2 separate regions of the Triticum aestivum genome follow, and region 1 is linked to region 2. Evidence: chromatin contacts called from public Hi-C data. All regions are on one chromosome and are shown on one strand. The core of a region is the stretch at or near the end of the contact, and the rest is flanking DNA. Distances in the headings are between cores, read along the strand shown.

Region 1 (7,181 bases), core at 1,729-4,228, 230 kb before region 2:
TTCCAATTGGCGCAAAAATGGTCAAAGGGCCATTGGCATGCCAAACTTGGCTGTCCCCCAAATTCTTAGGGGTTGCCAGAAAAATGGAAGGACCAATCAAGCACATCCTACATATTCCTAAGCAAAGAGCTACCAAGTAACCGTCCAGATAATACAGCAGTACATGTGCCAGGATGGATTGAAACATCTTTAATACGAGCAGCATGTGCACTACATCATAGTAAAATATATATACCTGGCGATAGTATACTGTGTCTTCTGAATTGTAGGACATGGCATTGGATGTAAGTAGAAATACATCATTCTGCACAGAAAAACATCGATATCAAAACAGATCCATGCCACGGAAGCAGAGTATTATTCCATTATGATTTGCATCATCCCTTAAGACAGTAATGAATCTCACATACAATTGCAACATATATATATATATGCCGGAAAATTGTCATCATTGTTGCTGGTTTAATGGAACATATCAATTTCCAAAATACAAGCTCAACATAAAATGCACTTAAACTTGTAAAAAAGCACTCTCCAGTGCATCGACTATATCTCCGAGAAGGAGATATCTACATCAATTACAGGATTATCTCTGCATAAATTGGACGTACTTCCCCACGGAAGTTCACCCTCAAGTGATCTATCCTATGTTAGCTGGCAAGAATAAAGCGGGAGTTGTACTGTGTTAGGTGATCATGTACAGCACACTGTCATAGCACTTCAGAGCATAAGATGTGGACTTAATTAATAAGTACAACAGCAGAGCTGCAGTAGGAGTAAACCTTGAAAAGGCTGAATGTATTTTTCTCCCTCAACAGTTCCAGTAAAGGACATCATATACAGCAACAATGAAAATCTCTAAATGCCAATCAAAAAGAGTACCCCCCCAATGAGGACAATAATTCATACAAAAAGATCCCTATTTCGGCCCACGATGGGAATTGAGATACATGCAAAAGTCACATGCAGACGACCGCCTCAATTAATGTGGGCAGATCGGAACGTATCTTCAAAACCCAAAGTGCCGAAAGCACAAGCAAACAACACCAGTTAAGAGGGAAGAGTCAGTACATTACAAACAATAGACAGAATAGAAGGAAAAACAGAACCAGGATGAAGGCCTTCGATTGTGCAAATAAATAAAAAAGCAGGACAACAGTCTAATCTATGAAGTGTGACCCAGAATAAAAGACAGTATGTATATAACAGAGGGCAGAAGCCAACATCTGTTTTGCCACTGGATCAGAACAGAGCCCAGTAACAGAAAATAAACATCAGGCATAGAAACAGTAACAGCAAAAAGAGGCAGAATACCTCAAACTGCTCTAGGATGGTATACTTGTCGCTCAAAAGTTTCTCGCGGATCGTTGAGAAGTCCATCGGATGCTCGATGAGTTCATGGTAATCCGGAAGCTGCAGCCACACAAAACAGTCATACTAGCACTCCAACATGACAAGAACAGAGCTAGTCATGAGAGGTAAACCGCTTGCTCACCTCCTCCGGGTCGACGGGATCCGAGTACACTCCATAGGTGTCCTTCCTGGGAGAAGCAGTGCAAGGCAAGGCAGCGTAAGAAAACAGACGCGAATAGCTGAAGACCATTGGAGGAGGAGAGGAGAAGCAGAGGAGGATGAAGGATGATGGGGCCAGGGCACTCACTTCTGGAGCCTGTCGAGGATGAAGAGCAGCAACTTTTTGTCCGGGAGGGGCGTCCCCGTGGGCCCGCCACCCGACGACGCAGCGGCCCCTGCTCCCACAAGCAGCAGCAGCAGCAGCGAGAGGCGAGCAAACGTTAGCCGCAGGGAGAGAAAAATTCAAATTCTTTAACCACCTCAAGGCTGATGCTTGGTTCCCTCCAAGACCTCACCTTTCCCCGTCGCTTTCGCCGCATCCTTCTTCTCCTCCACCGCAGCTCCCTCCTCCTCCTGCAGCAGCAGCAAAAGAACTTCAGTCAGTCAGTCAGTCAGTCAGTCAGCTATTTGCTTGGCGAGCCCGCCATGGATGAAATCGCAAGCTTGCGTCAACATGGTTGTCGTAAAATTTTGCATTCGCCAGCAATAAATCCTTGGCTCTGAGAGGCGACGACTTTTGCCGCCGCTCCGACAGCGCCTGCTTGGCCGCGACCCGTTAACAACAACAACAACAACAACAAAAATGCGAGGAAAAGGCAGTCAAATCCGTCAAAAACTTGTCAGATCCGCGTACTGTTTGCCGCCAAAGGAAAGGATTAAAGCGCTGACGAGGTGGAGATCCCCTAAGCTAGACGCAGACCCCCAGGGGGAACAAAAACAAATCCAGGCCCGCCCAAAAAAAGCCAACGTCTTCTCTCCGGGAAGCTCGAAAAATCCGCGGCCGCAGTGCCGCGCACTGATCTCTCTCTCGTCCCGCCAGATTCTCTCCCCCGCCGTACCGTGCCGCGGGGGAGGCCGGCCCCGCGCCCCGGGGAAAAAAATCGCAGACCCGCGCGCAGATCCAACCACCACGGCCCGGCATCGCCGCGTGTCCCGCGGGGCCAAAACCCCGCCCGGGCGCCCGCAAAACCTCGGGGGGACTCGGAATTTCGGGGCGAGGGAGGGAGGGGGGAGGGGGCCCGACCTCGCCGGCGCCGGAGAGGACGTTCTTGAGCCGCTTCTGGCGGCGCCGCCCGGTGCTGGCGCCCCCCGCGTCGTCGTCGTCGTCGGAGGGGTCGGGGCCGCGGCGGGCGGGGGGCGGCGGGGACGGGGCCTCGGGGCTCTGCGCCTGCAGGCGGAGGCTACGGCGCTGGAGGTCGAGGAGCGACGGGCGGCCCTTCTTCTTGCGCTTCCGCTGCGGGGACGGGGTCTCCGCGGGGGCGGGGGGCGGGGGCGGGGCGGGCGGCCTCCGTGTCTTGGCCATCGGCGGCGGCGGCCCGCGGCGCCGGCGGGGCGGCGGCGAGGAGGGAGGGGGAGGCGGGGGCGGGGGTGGGATGGACGAACGGGTCGGGGTGCGTGTGGCCTCGCGTGCGTTTGGTATTTTTCGTCCGGGGCTCTTTCGGCCGCGACGGGCTCCCCCCAGCCCTGCCTTGTGGGGCAGGGCCGCCCCGGTCCCACGCGGCAGTGGCCGTGGGTGGAACTGGCGTGTTGCGATCGGCCGGCCTGGGGCGCGTCGGGTGGGGGTGGGGACGGCGGGCCCGGGCCGTGGGCGGGGCTGATTGGTGGGTCTCGCAGGGCCTGCGTGGGGTGGCTGTAAGGAGCGCGTGGGCCCACATGTCAGTCGGACGGCATGCTGGCTCTCCTTTTCTTTTCCTTGGGAGTATTTTCCCGCAGTTTTCGAAGTGCCGCGTGTTCAGTGTTCACCAGGTGGGTTGAGCTAAGCGTTGCCGTTTTGAGAAGGTTACGGTGACTGATCTGCGTCGACTGATCTGCTGTGTCGAGGTGTGTTACGGTGTTCCTGCAGCATGTGTAAGAGTTAAGCAGTCCATCGGCTACCCCAGAAAGACGACTCCAATACGGATCACCAAGTCGCCCCTCAATATTTGAATCGGGCAGTTCAAACTTTTTCTCTTGTCATTCAACGACGGTCGTCTAATTTGTTCGGACCGGTCCGGATGTCCTGAATTACAGGAAGCAGAACCAAACGTAGAGGCAGTTTGCAGTCATCCAGGCGCACGTCCGGTCCACCCAAAAGACACACTCATCGGCGCACTCGGGCGTTCTTGTTAAAAGTAACGAAAATGTTAACGTCCACACATGTGGGCGTTAACCAACTCATCCACACGTCTTCATCACCGTCCAGTAACTTCTGCACGAATTTTGACACGAATTAGCTGATTTTGTATGCCACGTAGGACAACTCGCGTGTGTGGTGTGTGAGAGAGGTCGCCCACACATTCGTTTTACCACACGGAGGGGCCGGTGTGTGGGCATTTAGTAGTTCGCCCACACATCTGTTTTCAGTCACGCACAAGGACTGGTGTGTGGGCGTTTGCCATCTCGCCCACACACCCACCTCCTCTTCCACACCCAAGCTACCAGTTGCCATGCGTTTTGCAGTGTACATGGCAACTGCCCTAGTATGATTGCAAGCAGATGTCAACTCTCTCTTTTTTTACCCGAACATGTCAGTTGCCATATGTTTTGCATGGTACATGGCAAACTGCTCTAGCGTGCACGTAAGCAGATGGCAACTCTTTCTTTTTAAATGGCAACTGCCCTAGCGTGCTTGTGAGCACATGACAACTCTTTCTTTTACCCGAACATATTTTTTGCCATGCCTTTTTTGTAGCTACATGGCAACTGCCTAGTGTTAGTAGGTGGCAACTCCTAAAGTTTTGAAATCATGGTAACTGCAGTAGACCAGACCACACATGGCAACAACTGTAGTTGTCCAAAAAATGGCAATCTGGAACTTTGACCTGAGATGGCAACTGCAGTTGAGCAAACATGGCAACTGTAGTTGTCCGACATGACAACCGTAGTTCAACGACATGGCAACTGCACTTAAACGAACATGGGTGAGGGTCCGCCCCATGGCAACTGCGGGGCGCGCGGGACCACGAGGTACGAGGCCTGACGTACCGCGCGTGTGGGCGTTATCTATTTCGCCCACACACACGCGTGTAAGAGGGACTGGGAGGGGAAAAAAGAGGCATGTGGACGCTAATTGTTTTGCCCACACACAGACGCGTGGGCTGGTCCTCTTAGGCACCACACAGAACATGTGGGCAGATTCCTTAACGCCCATACGTGTGGCAGTTATTGGCATCCAAAAGTAATGGGCTTGGTCATGTACAAGTTCTTAAATTCCTAAAGTAAATCTCAAAGGCCCAATGGCAAGAGGTGGTTCTAAACTTCAGTCTCATATATAATTGTTATTGAGTAGATGTGGTACCTCTTTATATAGTAGGTTCTACCGACTACAGAATATGGTGAGTATGAGGAGAGAAAGAGAACAACAAGCGCGTGTACTCGCCTTGCCTCGTCCCGCCTCGCCGGGCTTGGCCGGGGCGTGGGCGTGCGACATGCGCGTGAATGATCTGCCCAGATACGACATTGCTTTCTTTTGTCGTTTTATTTTTGCATGTCTTGGCAAACAAGTTGATTGTTTTCTTGTCCGATTACTTACGACTTGGAAACCAAGTCGGTTTGAGATCATAATCGCGAAACAAAACCGCACGGGTTCTCCTTTATATATGACTTACCGGCCACAACCAAAGACATACCGAAACAAGCTGGGGTTTTGCCTCATGTCACAACTTGCGACGCCACCGTAGTCTAACACGGTATCTCTTTTGCTGTGAGCAAACTAAACAGGTTCTTGTCAAATAGGAGGGTGATCATTGGCATGCACTTGATAGAGTCTTGCGCCATCTGAGAAGTACAATGAGTTATGAAATTCACTATTCAGGGCACTCCGTCGTGCTTGAAGGATATAATGATTCGAGTTGGATTTCTGATGTAGGTGTGATTTATGCCACAAGTGGGTATGTATTTACTTATGAAGGTGGCGTGATATCATGAAGGTCTTGTAAGCAAACCATTTTGACAAAGGTCAACCATGGAAGCAGAACTTTCTACTTTACACATAGCCACTGTTGAGGCTGGGTGGCTGTTTGAGCCCTCGATGGGCTTGCCTGTGGTTGAACAACTAGTGTCGGCTATTCTTATCAATTATGACAATCAAAATAGTCATTATCAAAGTGAACAACTATAAGGATAATGTGAAGTAATCAAGACATGTGAAGAGATGTTTGAAGTTTGTCAGGAAATTGAGAAACTCCAGAGCAATAACTCTCATGTATGTTCAAATAGACAAAAACCTGGTAGATCCTTTTTAAAAGGGACTATCACGAAATGTGATAGATAATGCATCGAGACAGATGAGTATGAAACCCATATGTGTTACACCATCGTAGTAACCCAACCTTTGCAATTGGAGATCGAGTGAATTAGGACATGGGAAGAACAACCTATTGGTTAACGAAGGGGAGTAACTGATAACTCACTCTATGTGAAGATGCAAAACTCTCAAAACTGTAAGAGAACTACCAGGCAGGTTAACAAGATGCCTTAATGCATTTCTATTGGCTACATGTAGCAAATATGTTGTCCTACAAACCATTCCTGAAAGAACACACATATATGATCCCCGACTGTTAAACGTCACAGTCTATGAGACTTGGGTGTTCTCTAGTAAGCTCACGAAGAGACCAGGGAGGCAGGGAGTATGATGCATATGCTCCAACCACGGGGTAGGCTACTAGCAGTCAAGTAATGGTTATGACTTTAAGTGAAACCTCTCGCACAAAACTTGCAATTGAAGGCATAGTCTGAAGGAAATATGCCCTAGAGGCAATAATAAAGTTGTTATTTATATTTCCTTATATCATGATAAATGTTTATTATTCATGCTAGAATTGTATTAACTGGAAACTTGATACATGTGTGAATACATAGACAAAACACAATGTCCCTAGTATGCCTCTACTAGACTAGCTCATTAATCAAAGATGGTTAAGTTTTCTAACCATAGATATGTGTTGTCATTTGATGAACGGGATCGCATCATTAGGAGAATGATGTGATGAACAAGACCAATCCGTTAGTTTAGCATATTAATCATTAAGTTTTATTGCTATTGCTTTCTTCATGACTTATACATATTCCTTTGACTATGAGATATGCAACTCCTGAATACCGAAGGAATACCTTGTGTGCTACCAAACGTCACAACGTAACTGGGTGATTATAAAGATGCTCTATGGGTATCTTCGAAGGTGTTTGTTGGGTTGGCATAGATAGAGATTAGGATTTGTCACTCCGAGTATCGGAGAGGTATCTCTGGGCCCTCTCGGTAACGCACATCATGATAAGCCTTGCAAGTAATGTGACTAATGAGTTAGTTGCGGGATGATGCATTACAGAATGAGTAAAGAGACTTGACGGTAATGAGATTGAACTAGGTATGATGATACCGACGATCGAATCTTGGGCAAGTAACATACCGATGACAAAGGGAATTATGTATGTTGTCGTTATGGTTTGACCGATAAAAATCTTCATAGAATATGTAGGAACCAATATGAGCATCCAGGTTCCGCTATTGGTTATTGACCAGAGAGGTGTCTCGGTCATGTTTACATAGTTCTCGAACCCGTAGGGTCCGCACACTTAACGTTCGATGACGATTTGTATTATGAGTTATGTGTTTTGGTGACCGAAGA
Region 2 (6,989 bases), core at 3,771-6,270:
TGATGCCAACTGGGGAAGCGCTTCTGATCACTTGTTTCGGTCAAAAGTCAAATGTTCAGCCCCAGCAGGCTCGTCCAACTAATATTCAATCAGCACGGCACGTAGTCGCAGTCTTTGACAGCGATATACATCTGTGTCTAAGACAAGTAAACAAGAATAAGCTGTACAGCCACTTGCCAGCGTCTTATCTTTGCATCCTACGCCAGTGGGGATTTCGCAGCTGTGATGCGGCCACCGTGGCAATAGCCAAGCAATTTACTAATAACAATAACAAAAAGAAAAGGTGCGCCTGGCTGAAATCTAGCTGAAATTTCCAAGCCGTGGGTGGGCCGTGGCGACAGTCTGGAACCGAGTTTTGTATGTATCTATGCAAGCAAGGATCACGCATCAACGCCAGGAACAAGAGCACTAGCAATAATATAATAACCTGGAAATTGAGGTGCCAAACAAGAAACATACTACTATACTACTAGTACATCTACATGCGTGATGCCGGTCGTTCATCCCAAGAGATTGAAAAGAAACCCTAATCAAACCGTCGGCGCGCGCAGGACGAGATGCGGTGTCGAATCCAAAGAGACGGTTGAAATTGGACAAGGGACCGGTGAAAAACATCAAGAAAGAATTGTCATGCTGTAATAAAGATAAATATCCCCATCCCCGCCACGAAGCAAAGAGAGCGGCTTGCCCAAATCACTAACAAAATCGATCCCCTCCTCCAAGAAAACCCTGGCCTGGCCAACGCCGGGAGGGGGGGAATGCCCAAGAAACACGCACGCCCGGTCGATTGACTGCAGGAAACCTAAAGAGGCGGCCTAGCTCGATCGAAACCGCCGCCGCCGCGGCCGGCCGTGAGGAGATGGGATTGAGGGGGGCTAGGTCGAGCGGGAAACGAACCTCGCGGGAGAGGCTGCTGCGCGCTGACGAGTTCGGCTGGCTGGATTGGTTCGTCGCCGGCCGTCTGCCCTGCTGCCGCTTGGATGGGTTGGCTTCTTCTTCTTCTTCTTATTCCTCCTCCCCCCACTTATTCCCCCCACTTATTAGGAACGAGATCCTCTAACATCACAAAGAGATGTTAGGAAAGCTATGGTACCCTGACATCCCTTCTTCACATCCATATGATTAAGCCTAAAATGATTTGAATTACTTTACAAATCACAAATCTACTTTATACATTTACAATAATTACATATAAACAAAATTATGGTGTAATAAAATTAATTTCGATTTTTATTTTTTATGAACAGTAATTGCGCATATTATTTTTGCTACAGTGTCCATAACATCTCTTCTTTGTTTTGCACTGAGATTGCACTCTAGCTTCGTGACATCTCTTCATGATGTTAGAGGATCCGTTCCGCACTTATTATGGCCCAGTTCTTTTTAGGCAAGATTCTACAGAATTAGGATTTTGAACAATTCTCCCAGAATCTGCTTCTCCCAGAATCTGTTGTCGAGTTCTTTTCAGAGATTGTAGTTTGAGATTCTAGAAGCTGTTGTGTGTTGAATTGTCTGTACTACCCTTAGACCGAATTTGTTTGATGAAATGTTAACAAACTCAAGCATCAATCCATCTACCTATTTTATCTATCAACAATAGCTAGCATCAATTCAAGCATTATTCAAGCATGAAGAAATAGAGAGATGCAAAAAGAAGGGCTCACCGTGAGCGTCGGCGTCGAACTTTGAGGGACGGGGCTGAGGGCCGGGGCGGACTGAGGGGCGAGGAGGAGCTGAGGAGGGAAGCTGGCCGGCGGGGGCGGGGATGGCGTGGCCTGGCCGGCGGCGACGCGGCAACCTAGCCGCTGCCGCGAAGATGGTGGGGCGGGGCGGACCGGGCAAGGGAGGCTGGCCGGCGAGGGCGGGGGCGGGCTGGCCGGCGGGGGCGGGGGCGGGGCGGCTTGAAGCTCCGCTGCCCCGATACGGTGCGGGAACTGGGAGACGAGCGAGCAGTCGGGTGCGTTCGCTCGTTTCGGGGTCCTGGGCTGGACTACGGGGTGGCATTTTGACCGTAAATACGTAATACAATAGGGGTACAACTATACTTCGAAACGTTTTCTTTGATGGGACTTGTCAGAATCCAGAGATTGTGGGAGAAACCAGGTATTTTGGGATTTTGGGATTGCACTAGGATTCTGGAGAATCCTATTGAGATTTTGGAAGTTCATTCGAATTCTTTTTGCTCGGGATTTTCGAGACCAAGATTCTTCATAATCTGCTCAAAAGAACTGGGCCTATATAGCTGCCTGCGTGCGAGTTCTTGAGAGGAAAAAAAAAAGAGCGTGCATAGGCGAGGTCGATGGCGCGTGGGCCGGACCGAAACGAGGACAAGACCTGGCCGGATTCGCCGGCCCGTGGGTAAACTTGCCAGAAATTGCTCCAGCATCGCGTATCCACCGCACACGCCGGGCCGGAGGCTTTCGCGCAAACTTCCCGCGGTTCCCATTTCCACGAGGGGAGCCCAACATCGGTAATAATGGCTTTAACTCGTTTGCTGAAACCGGAAAGACGTGTGATCCACAACAACGGGAATCGGAATCAGTCTCGAGTCTCGACAGCGTAGCCGCGTAGGGGTGGCGTGGTGAACTCGAGGCCCTATCCTATGCCGTGTGCTCGTGGCCGCCAGATTAGCGTCTCGCTCGTACGAAACCGGTGGTGCCGTGCCTCGGTTTTACTTGAAAAACCGCCGCAACTATACCACCTAACTAAACATGTGGCTAATCTAAACCGCCGCAACTATACCACTTATCATTCGTCCGTCTCAACTAAACATGTGGCTAGGGTTCTTGCCCCCTGTCGACGACGGCGCTAATCTGCCTCATCTCCTGTGGCCTTGGGGCCATGTAGCGCGATGCAGAGGCGGACCACGAAATTTTTTTAAGATGGGGCGAAGTCTCACTAAGATTTTTTTTTATGCGAATCAAAGGAGTCAATACACACTAACAATGCATACTACAAATGAATAACCAAATACAATAAAAATGTATAATGTTTCAATAGAAAAACAACCTAAAACATACCGATAATGCTTATAATGGCGTCTAGAAGATCCAGGCAATGGCAGTGCCCTACCCTTTTTCTGAAAATCTTCCTTAATTTTAACAAGAGCATTCTTTTAAAGATTTATCACTCAATGTAACACATCTTCCTTAATTTTACCAAGCGGACATGATAAATATACCTCTTCCTCCTCTTTCCTTTGCATTTGCTGGTTCTTTCCCCTTCTTTTCCATCTTATGGACAGAAGTCACAGAACTGCGCCGGCTGGGCATCTTATTGGCTTGTATGTATAATCATCTAAAAACAAAAAACTTGTGCGTACACTAGCATGAATGAAAAATATAATTGTATAAACAAAGTGGTAGTGGCTGCAAATAGTTCAGAGCAGAGGAGTGGTTCAAAGTTTCGAACCCTGAGAGATTACCAGCAAAATCCTCAACTATCGTCGCCCGCTGGAGCCGCTGCTTTTTGCTGCCGTTGGAGCTTGCCGCCGCCGCCCTCTAAGCCCCCAGCCAGCCGCTGTCGTCCGGCCGTCGGCGGTCGCCCACGGCCCTCCTCGTCCTCACGACCTGGCCAGCCGCCGCCGCCGCGCTAGCTGCTTAGGATTGCGTCGCGGCTGGGCGTCGTGTCTCGTGTGCGTGGGCGCTGGATCGATCTCGACCGGTTGTTACTAGCCCAAGTGCCCAACAGCTGGATGCATCACGTCGGCCCATCAAGCCAGGCTGGCCAGCCCTGGGTGCGGTCAAACGAGTCAAGCAATTCATTCAAGTATCGATCGATAGATGCATATGTATATATTTTTTTTACCCAGAAGTACGGTATGGCGGCTGCCATACCCTGCCCACTGGGGAGGTCCGCCAGTGGCGCGATGGATCCTGGACCTTGCCAGTGGGAGGGTTTCGATTTAAAATGTTTTTTTAGTTTGGTGTGTCCTGCTCAAGAAGATGAGATGACGACGGCTTCGTGAAGATGCAATAAGGTTCTCCCCGCCTAGCCGTTGTTCCGGTGGTGCGCCTAGCATCGTCGAAGGGCACGCGGAGGTGTGTCTCCGATAGATCTTGCGGGATTCGGCCAGTGTTTGTCTTTGATGGATCTGCTCAAATCTATTTCTCACTCGCCCGCGTTTATGTGTCTACAGGTTGGATCCTTCCGAACTACGCTTTTATTCATCGGGGCGACGGTTGATGTTCTGGTACGTTAGATATGTTGGGCATTAGCACAATGGCTTCCCAACTGTCTACCATAACAAGTTTTCCCCGACTCTGATGAGGGTACGGCAATGACGGTGGTGGGCCTTCGGCTCACTTTAGTACTTTAGTTGCTACTAGGTGGTCTACGAATTTTGGATGTAATTTTTGTTATTTTTCTGGTGTTCGTTGTATCGCCATTATCGATGATGATTAGATCAAAAGTTTTCTCGCAAAAAAACATGTACATAGCAGATTCTTTTACAATTATACCAGGTTTAAACTTGATTTGCAGCTCAAGAACACAAAAAGATAGATTTCGTTTTGAAATGTATTAAATTCAAATTGGGCTATAAATTAGCCCATATACCACTATTAGTAGAACATAACATGCCCTTCCTGTTTCTTTTGACGTGAATGGAATTTTTCTTTGATCAAAAGACCTCATGGTTTCTTTTGCTCCAATGAATCTTTTTTTATCAAAAGGCATCATTTAATGTTTTTAATCCATTCACATCGAAATAAACTCTAAAATTATTGAATCGTAGTAAATTTATGTTACATACATGTGCTGCATTTTTTCATTCTTTCTTCTCAAATTTAGTGAGGTTTTCCCGGTGGAGCCTCGTTTTGGAGGAATATTATCCCTGTTCTCCCACGAACAAAACACTGGCACTAGTTTCTTTTAGGGCTTTTTGAAACTAGGTGGGATAACCCAGCAACCAAACCCATCGTCTACTGGGCCGGCAATACCGACAGTCCCTACCTGATGGAAAATTGCGGCCCGCATAGTCATAGACCGTGTCGTGTTCTCTCGTTTGGGCCGCGACGAGGCAATCTGCCAGTCTGTACGGCACCACGCCGCTACCACCAGCCAAAAAAAAAAACCCAGCCGCGGCCGCCGTCGCCTGCCTCGCCGATGGCCGCCGCGCCGTCGAGATGTCTCCTCGTCACCGGCCCACCGGTAAGCAGTAACCCCTCGAACCCCGCACAAAACCCTCCTCCCGCCTTGCCAAGCGCCTAACCACGGCCTCGGTCGGCCCGCCGCCGGTGCTCGCAGGGCGTGGGGAAGACGACGCTGGTCATGCGGGTGCTGGAAACCCTCAGGTCGTCCCACCCGCACCTCGCCGTCCGCGGATTCTATACCCGTACCGCCCCCCTCCAACTCCGATCTCCGATTCGTTTGCCCGTGCGGTTTGCCCCCAGAGATTTCACTCCCCGTCGTGCTTTCTGTTTGCAGGGGAGGTGAGGGAGAATGGGGAGAGAGTCGGGTTCGAGGTCGTGACGCTCGACGGGCGAAGCGGACCGCTTGCATCCTCTAGGATTTCAAGGTTGCCCTCAGCTTGCCTGCCCCTATGCTTGATTTGAATTCCTTGGCTAGCATATGCACGGCAATAGATTCTTACACTCGAGTTAACTGCATCTAGTTTCAATAAACTTGCTTGCGGTCACTGTTAAAATCCTTGTCTGATGGTGCACAGAGTTCTCTCTCCAAGTGATGGACCATTTCAGAACTTCCTTAAACCTGTCTATGTTGCACTTTTAACACTTGCCTACATTTCAAATGCCGCTGATGGTAGAAGAATGCCTCCTGACACCGATATTCAGCTTGTTAGGCCACTTGTTTATGTCTCGGATTTGTCGATAAACATCTGATCTCCAAACTCAATTTTATGTGAGACTAGTTAATGCCACTGCCAGTAATCTCAAGCATATGGTAGATTTTGGCTCTTCTCATTTTGGCACACTCCTGCCATGCAGAGTAACAATTAGGTAGAATACATAGCTCAAGAAGTATCATCTTCACATAATTTTGCGTCTTTCCGTGTCTTGTTTTCTGTCATGTTACTGTATAGCTTCTAATCAAGCTCAGTGAAAAGGTTTTAGGTATGGTCTCTGTTAGATAATTCGTAGTTTATTTTAGTGCTTTGTTGATTATATCCTTATAGATCACTCATTGAACTATTTTATCTTAGTGATAATGGCATCTAAGTTTGTGGTATCTTGCAGCCCTGAGTCTGTTAGATGGCCTACTGTTGGGAAGTACAAAGTAGATGTAGCATCTTTGGAATCGCTAGCATTGCCTGAGTTACAGGTAAGCAGTTCCGAGATATTTCCCTGACCTTAGTTCGAATGGTAGGTTGCTAGTTTGTTCATACATGCCAGACATGTGTGATAATCATGAACCCAGGATTTAGACCAGTCTGTCAGATCACTGTTTACTATCGAAATGTAGCCAACAGCTTTATATTTCTTGTTGATTTATCAGGTCAAAGAAGATACAGATCTCTTCATCATTGATGAAGTGGGTAAAATGGAATTGTTCAGTTCAGCATTTTTCCCTGCTGTGATGAGAGTTATGGAGTCCAACATCCCTGTGCTGGCCACCATACCACTACCAAGATATGGCCGAGACATTCCTGGAGGTACCATTTTTAACAAATTGGGAACTTGACTGTACATGATATTGTATAAAGAGCATTGCATCGATTGTCTTTTAGTACCCGGTTCAGCAATGGGCACATTTTTATAACGATTGCTACAGTGTACCCAAGTGTGCTATGTTACATATATAAGAAATTAACAGATATCTCCAGCATGGGAGCAAGATATATTTTTACCACCCCATGCTTTTCGTAGACGCATGCGAGTCAATCTTCTGACTATGGTCTCTCCTTGGGTCGTGACTAAAACATTCTCCCCTATAAAATGCAGTTGCAAGGTTGAGGAATCATCCTGGAGCAGATGTTTTCACCTTAAATACTGGCAACAGGGATACCATGAGAGAGAGTATCTACAATC

What was found. A called contact is a pair of places that touch in the nucleus more often than the background predicts.
Region 1: a contact with region 2 is called in a Hi-C map of root, with 7 times the contacts expected there. The contact joins the promoter of LOC123105804 here to the promoter of LOC123101757 in region 2. A contact is called at or near these places in 2 of 5 Hi-C or Micro-C datasets (leaf and root).

What each region holds. Positions count from the first base shown.
Region 1 is chr5A:666,349,669-666,356,849 of IWGSC CS RefSeq v2.1, reverse strand. It overlaps LOC123105804 (bromodomain-containing protein DDB_G0270170), which reads right to left and starts at 2,978. Exons shown (of 9, transcript XM_044527954.1): 1 at 2,597-2,978; 2 at 1,869-1,926; 3 at 1,661-1,748; 4 at 1,496-1,541; 5 at 1,315-1,413; 6 at 236-304. The coding sequence starts at 2,875.
Region 2 is chr5A:666,120,683-666,127,671 of IWGSC CS RefSeq v2.1, reverse strand. It overlaps LOC123101757, which reads left to right and starts at 5,020. Exons shown (of 14, transcript XM_044523063.1): 1 at 5,020-5,151; 2 at 5,248-5,335; 3 at 5,428-5,518; 4 at 6,198-6,282; 5 at 6,457-6,613; 6 at 6,903-6,989. The coding sequence starts at 5,107. LOC100125712 (hypersensitive-induced response protein 1) reads right to left here and starts at 1,078. Exons shown (of 6, transcript XM_044527951.1): 1 at 898-1,078.